2 separate regions of the Mus musculus genome follow, and region 2 is linked to region 1. A link is a contact called in public HiChIP or PLAC-seq data. All regions are on one chromosome and are shown on one strand. Each heading gives the region's core, a stretch centred on a gene start, on an enhancer-like site or on the middle of the called end of the contact. The rest is flanking DNA. Distances are from core to core; before and after follow the strand shown.

Region 1 (3,045 bases), core at 367-2,866:
ATGAAGTTGTAAAATTGTGAATTGAAGTTTTAGGAATTTTACTTCGTTTTCATCAGCATAAAATAGATAATTGCTCATGAGGGAGCAGAAACATTTTCTAACTAAAGTACTTTCCCCTCAAGGGGACTACACTGTCATTTGTTTTTATCTTTAAAATGAAAACAAACTGAGCTCCAATTCCTGAGGACAAGAACGACTTCTGCCATTCTCTTCTCCAAAACTCTCATATATTCATCTTTGCTAAGATGGAATATAGATCGAGTCCCGCCCTCCCCCTCACCTCCATGACTTCCATTGCTGCAAAAATGTATTCACTTGCTGTACAGTAATTAACAGCTCTTGACTGGAAAGCTGCCAGCATGTACAACGTGACACTCTTCCTTTGAACACTAACAAAGTGCATAAGTAATTTATGTTGGATTAAATATCCCTAACAGGGACCCTTAAGTAACCCAATCACTTTAAACAGGCTCCACATGCATGCTCCTGAGCACTGAAAATGTCAGACAGTGATAACCCACTAATAGCACAATTCTAACTATATTCCAGCCATTAGCATTTTATGACATCAATCCTCATTAAACCTGGCAAGGAAAAAGATACTAATGTTTCCCAATTTTACAGCCAAGGTGGAGAGAAATCGAGAAAATGTAGACAGGTGCTGTCTCCCAAAAAGGATTAACATTTTTTAAAATGTGGTAGCAATTTTCTGTTAGTACCTTTGTTTGCACTGAAAGAGAGACAACAAAGAGGTAATGGCTACAAGGACCTCGATGGAATCCAGCCAAGAGCGAAAGAAAAGGCTGGTATTTCAGCCATTGTGCGCACTGCTAAAGCACTGTGCCAACTCATCTTCCAAGCCATTATATGAAATTTAATTTAACCTGCTATGCAATTAATTCAGATGTTCAGCCTATTTTTCTCATGGCAGAATCCCTCACACAATGCCTTATTTAAATATTAATCAGTCCTCTTTCAATTAGGACTAATTTGCTTCACAGGGTTTCTCTCATCTTCTGATTGCAGGAAAATGGAGGTAACTTGCAACGTTTGAGGATAATTAACATGGTATTTTTATAATACTGATACATCAAATGGGACCTTAATGAACCCCGCTGATTCCATTTAGTAAAGCATGCCTCAAAGTTATAATCAAGAGGGAAGCCATTGCCATCTGTTTAAAATACTAAGGAGCACAATTTAAACACAAAATGCTTATTTCTCTAAACTGTCTATTGGAGAGGTCTGCAAAAGTCATTTTTCTAAGCAAACTAATTGTACAGTATTTTAATTTGAACCTTTTATTGCACATATACAAAACAGTGACATCTTAAGATGTAGGGGCCCTATTTAATTAAATGTTGACAACCACAGAAATAAGTAATGTTTGTTAACGTTACTTTTTAAAAGCCTGCTGCAGTTACTGCTAACGCAACGGCAATGTGTGCTCACAAGCTGTACATCTCTAATGATTTCAATCGTCCACAACTTTCACCTTAATATTGGAAGAGCTTTTTTGAACAAAAGTCACCGACATTCTGTGAAGTAGAGACAGCACACGCTGTACTTTGGTTCTCACGTCACAAGGTAAACAGGTGAATGTTTACACACGGCCGGTTGTTGTTGAAGTGTTCCATCTGCTTCCAGGCAGGTCGAAGGTCAATGTTTTAGGCTTTGCTCTGTTGTTCTGGAGTTCCTTGGTAACATCCAGGTTTGTGAGACCATTGGCTCCCAAAGTCCTTATCGAAGTACTCAACTTGCTCCAATGGTAATAAAAGATGATCAATAACAGATTGCTTCTTTACAATGTTGACACTGGTCACAAGGATATCCTCTGTTAATATGCGGAAACGTAGGCAATACCTGTGCGTGCTCAACATGTGAATCCCAGTCTTTCCTCAGGGTTTTTTTTTTTTTTACTCCAAACAGAAATCTCTTAGACCAGAATGCCTGCAGCTAGAGTATCAGGTAAGTGTGTAAGGTATATTCACCATATACAAGATCTACGAGAGGTTCTCTGAGTACAGGGTACACTAGGATATAAAATACGTCCCAATTCAGCATGAAGGGTGAAAAGGAGATTCAATGGATATGGGGAGAAAAGGAAAAACAAAAAACAAAAAAAAACAAAAAACAAAAAAAACAACCGCCCCACCTTGTTGATTACCAACCAGCTTGACTGGAAAAGTGGGACCAGGTTGAGGCATTACAGATAATAAAAACCCATGACTGAAGTTATGATATTTCATTATTCTTAGCAGTAAACAGAAACCAACTGTTCCGAAACCTCGATGTCATGTTCCAGAAGCTTATCATTCTAGTGTATGCACAGCAGTGGTTGTGACTCACCTAGACCAAACATCTCAAGCCATTACGCATGTCAGTAAAGTTCTTATGTTCTCTAACTTCACACTCCAGTGCACTCCCTGTCACAGGCACTGTCTGTACTCTTATGAGTTGGTGAACAGAAAAGAGACAGGCCTCTGATCTCAGCCATCTTAAATTCTAGTGGGGATAAACTGTTGATTCAAATAGTAAGCAGTACAAGGAATATTTTCCAGCCACACAGATTCAAAGGGAGTACAAAGGCGCAGGAAAGATGAGGTATAAACAGGAGAAGGTTCAGCAAACCAAACTCCTGGAGAGCCAAGGAAGGCCTCTCTGAGGAAGTGGCCTTGTCTCCAGGAAGACTTCTGGGAGTGGGGAGACTGGGATCTTGACTCTGGATGAAACATGTTGTTGAATGTAGTTACCATGAAAAAAGAATGCATAAATAAGCCAGAGGGAAATATGAAAGGGGGTTGGGAAAATAACGGAGGGCAACAAAACTCACAGGCTTGAATTCAAGAAACCAAGTTGATTCCCCCAACCCCTTGGTGCAAGGAAATTGGGGCCTAAAAGTCATCCAGCAATTTCATATTCTTTTCCAAGCAGAGAGGGATGAGAGAGGAACAAATGAGAAGTCAAGTCTTGTTGGGAAAGGTCTGCTGTGTGTAGGTAGCTGCGCTTATGACTAGCTGGGCAAAGGGAAAGCAGGCGCATCAA
Region 2 (3,045 bases), core at 282-2,781, 280 kb after region 1:
AAACACTACCTTTGTTACACTTCCCAACAACACCCTTTTGGAATATGCCATACTTGCTTGGGTATGGAACATCTTTCGGTAGAGTCTTCCATCTCTGGTTTCCAAAATCATATTGTTTGTAACAAACAGATCTGGGAAGTCTCAGCACAGGTGACCATGTGACTCTGTTTGTTTTTCTCTATTTATTATTACCTTTTCCCTGCATGATACCCTGAGTGTTATGAGTCAAATATAAGCTTAGGTTTTTAGTATAATAAAGAGTATACTCTCTATCGAGTCTAATCTTATTTTCTCAAATCCCAATACTCAGGGGTAGAGGCAGGATGATAAGAAATTTAAGGCCATCCTTAGCTACAGATAAAATTGGATGCTAGCCTATGCTACCAAATACTTTCGTGAGGGAGAGTAAAACATGGGAAGATGGTGAACAGTGCTTATGGTGTAGTGCCTTGTAAAACTGCCAACCTCTTTCTACTGATTGCAGGAAAAGGCAGTCACATGTGCAATTACTTACTTGTCTTATTTGTTTAGAGTAGACTAGAGGTGTCTGCCATCAATCATTACCTTTGGTTCCTACTTTGTTCTTTTCAGCCTTATGCAATATGCAGCTTTGATCACACCATGTTTTATCTCTAACTTGGTCACAGCAGAGAGTCTCCCTTACCAATCAGATCTCCCCCACCCCCTTCTGGCTCATCTCAACTTATTTGGGTCTATTACTGTATTCTTACCTTTAACAGTATCTGTGTTTTTGTAACAGTTTATATTCTCTCTAATGCATTAAATAACTTCATAAGAACCAATGCCTTCTGATATACAATGTGGTTCTCTTGTTTCACTGCTTCTCTGGATGGGAATTGTTTGTTTTTGTTGTTTTTGTGTTCTTTTAGCAAGGGCTCACAATGTTGTCCATGCTTGCCTGGAAGTCTAAATCTGCTTACCTCTTCCCTTGGCCTTCTGAGTGCTGGAATGAAAGGTATAGATCACTAAATCTGGGAGGTGGGCTGTGCTATGTGACTATGCTCTAACACTTCATTTCTGTCTACCTTCCACTACGGAATGAATTCCACTATCAAATGACTGTGCATCATGCTTTAGGTCCACCACATGTTCTAGTGCCCAGGCTCTAGCTCGCTCTTGAATCTCACCTCTCAGAATTATTCATAATTTCTCAATACTTCAGTCCTGACACTTGATTCTATAGTGCTCTTCTCTTACAGACAGATCTCAATATACTTTCTTTTGTCGAGAGCAGTCTATTCTCTCCTGTTTTTCTATACACAAAGCTGTATATTTTTTAAGATTAGGAATGCAGCACACGGCCTTGTACAAGCTAAGTAAGTGGTCTATCACTGAGTTCCATCTCTAATCTAGGCAAACATTTGTACCATTTGTACTGCAAGCTTTCCTTCAGTACATCGAATTTTATGGGCACATTGTTAAAATTTCTGGTGGTTTCATAATTCTCTATGTCATCCACATGTTTACACAGTAACTTCTATCACTATGAAACTTGGCTGCTGGTCTCATTGGGATCAGTATGTGCATGTACACAGAGCTTATCTTTCCTAATAGCAGTAACCCAATATTTACTGAACATATCACATGTCAGAAATTGTTTATCTATGGCATAAGCATTCACTCATTTAATTCTCGTGAGCATCGAATGAGTTCACATCCACCCACAGAGAAGGCTAGTACTCAAATGAGAAAGTCCAATTTCAGACTTGGACCTCTTCAAATTGTGGCTTCATTAGCTCTTTTGTGGCTGCCTGTGGAAGGGCTCATGCTGACACCCACAGGACTCAGTTTTCTTGTGATGACAACATGAATACAAGCTGTCCCCTTCTTAGCCTGGATGGTCCAGTCCTACTTGGTAAACCAGGTACTCCAATTTGATTGGTCACTGTAGTCTTCAGTACTGAGTGTGGCAGGAGAGTTATCATGAACAAGACATGGAGCTGCTTCCAATGTTGCTGGTCAGAATCCTATAAGTCAAAACTCCACTGTAATCTGCCATGGCCAACCATCCATATTAATACTAACATGTGACATGTTAGTATTTTGTAGTAAAGTTGGCCTAAGGCCAAAAGGAATTTGGGGAGATGAGGGAATGGTATGCTGACAGTGTCTTGTATGCAGTGCTGGATTGATTCTAGGGTGTTTCATGCATGCTAGGCATCCTGTCTACAGCTGATCACTGGGAACCACATTTTAACATTTTTTTTTTTTTTACCATATAGGTCCAGCACCTTGCCTAGACTGATCTGAAACTCCCTATGTAACCCAGGTAGGCATTGAGTTGTGAGCTTTCTGCCTCAGTCTCCCAAGGTTCTGGCATAACAGGCTACCATAATCAGGCCTCCAGTTTGTTAATAATTGAGTAGACTAGATTGATTTTGATTCTAGAGTTAAAGAGGAAATAAAGAGTCTACATGACCCCACGGGATCTGAAGCATTTTCTGCGGCTCCACACAGAGAACATTGTGTGCCGTAAACTTGTCTTGCTGGGTTCTTCCTTCTCTGAACATTTTTAGCTTGTATCACAAAAACTAACTGCAGTGTGTGTGTGTGTGTGTGTGTGTGTGTGTGTGTGTGTGTCTCCATGGCCATTTTTAAGTTTGAAAGTTTTTTTCATATATTTTGCTTTTGACTTTGTGCAGCCTCCAAAGCTCCACACGGTTGAGAGGAGAATGATGCATCCTTTAGTTTTTGCCCCTTCCTAACATGCCTAGTTCTTAATGTACGCGTTGTTCGAAGAGGCAAGTGTACTTGGAGTATATCCCTGATGCTCATGGAAGTGAGTTAAGTTAAATTCGTTGTGTTAGTTTCTCCCTGAATCATGAATTCTGTCTTAGCTTGTGATGGTGACTACAGGGAAGCACTAGTACTAGATGTCATAAACTACCTAACACATTTGCTCAGAGATCTCAAAGTTAAAATTTGCTGACAGGGTGGGTTTCTAACAAGGCCTCCGCCTAACTTGCAATAGCCATCTTCCTATAGGCCATGAGTAAAAGTCCATGCCTGATATCATGAATACGC

What was found. HiChIP or PLAC-seq counts read pairs in DNA pulled down with a chosen protein or histone mark.
Region 2: a contact with region 1 is called in an H3K27ac HiChIP or PLAC-seq map of hepatocytes, with 6 times the contacts expected there. The contact joins two enhancer-like sites. A contact is called at or near these places in 1 of 39 promoter capture datasets (liver), 9 of 484 Hi-C or Micro-C datasets (the MNK3 cell line, forebrain, group 2 innate lymphoid cells and 1 more) and 3 of 115 datasets of contacts at active chromatin or transcription factors (hepatocytes, memory CD8 T cells and pancreatic cancer cells).

What each region holds. Positions count from the first base shown.
Region 1 is chr4:6,912,750-6,915,794 of GRCm38.p6, forward strand. All of the region lies in intron 1 of Tox (thymocyte selection-associated high mobility group box), which reads right to left. Among named protein-coding and RNA genes, the nearest start is that of Tox, 77 kb to the right of the region's middle. Within about 2 kb of position 1,617, at least 49 of the 459 cell types and tissues checked have an H3K27ac peak or open chromatin away from gene starts, as enhancers often do. A contact at or near this core is called in hepatocytes, where this site is marked.
Region 2 is chr4:7,195,235-7,198,279 of GRCm38.p6, forward strand. It overlaps Gm33646 (a long non-coding RNA gene), which reads left to right. Exons shown (of 6, transcript XR_390373.1): 2 at 2,244-2,290. Among named protein-coding and RNA genes, the nearest start is that of Gm33646, 4.6 kb to the left of the region's middle. Within about 2 kb of position 1,532, at least 3 of the 459 cell types and tissues checked have an H3K27ac peak or open chromatin away from gene starts, as enhancers often do. A contact at or near this core is called in hepatocytes, where this site is marked.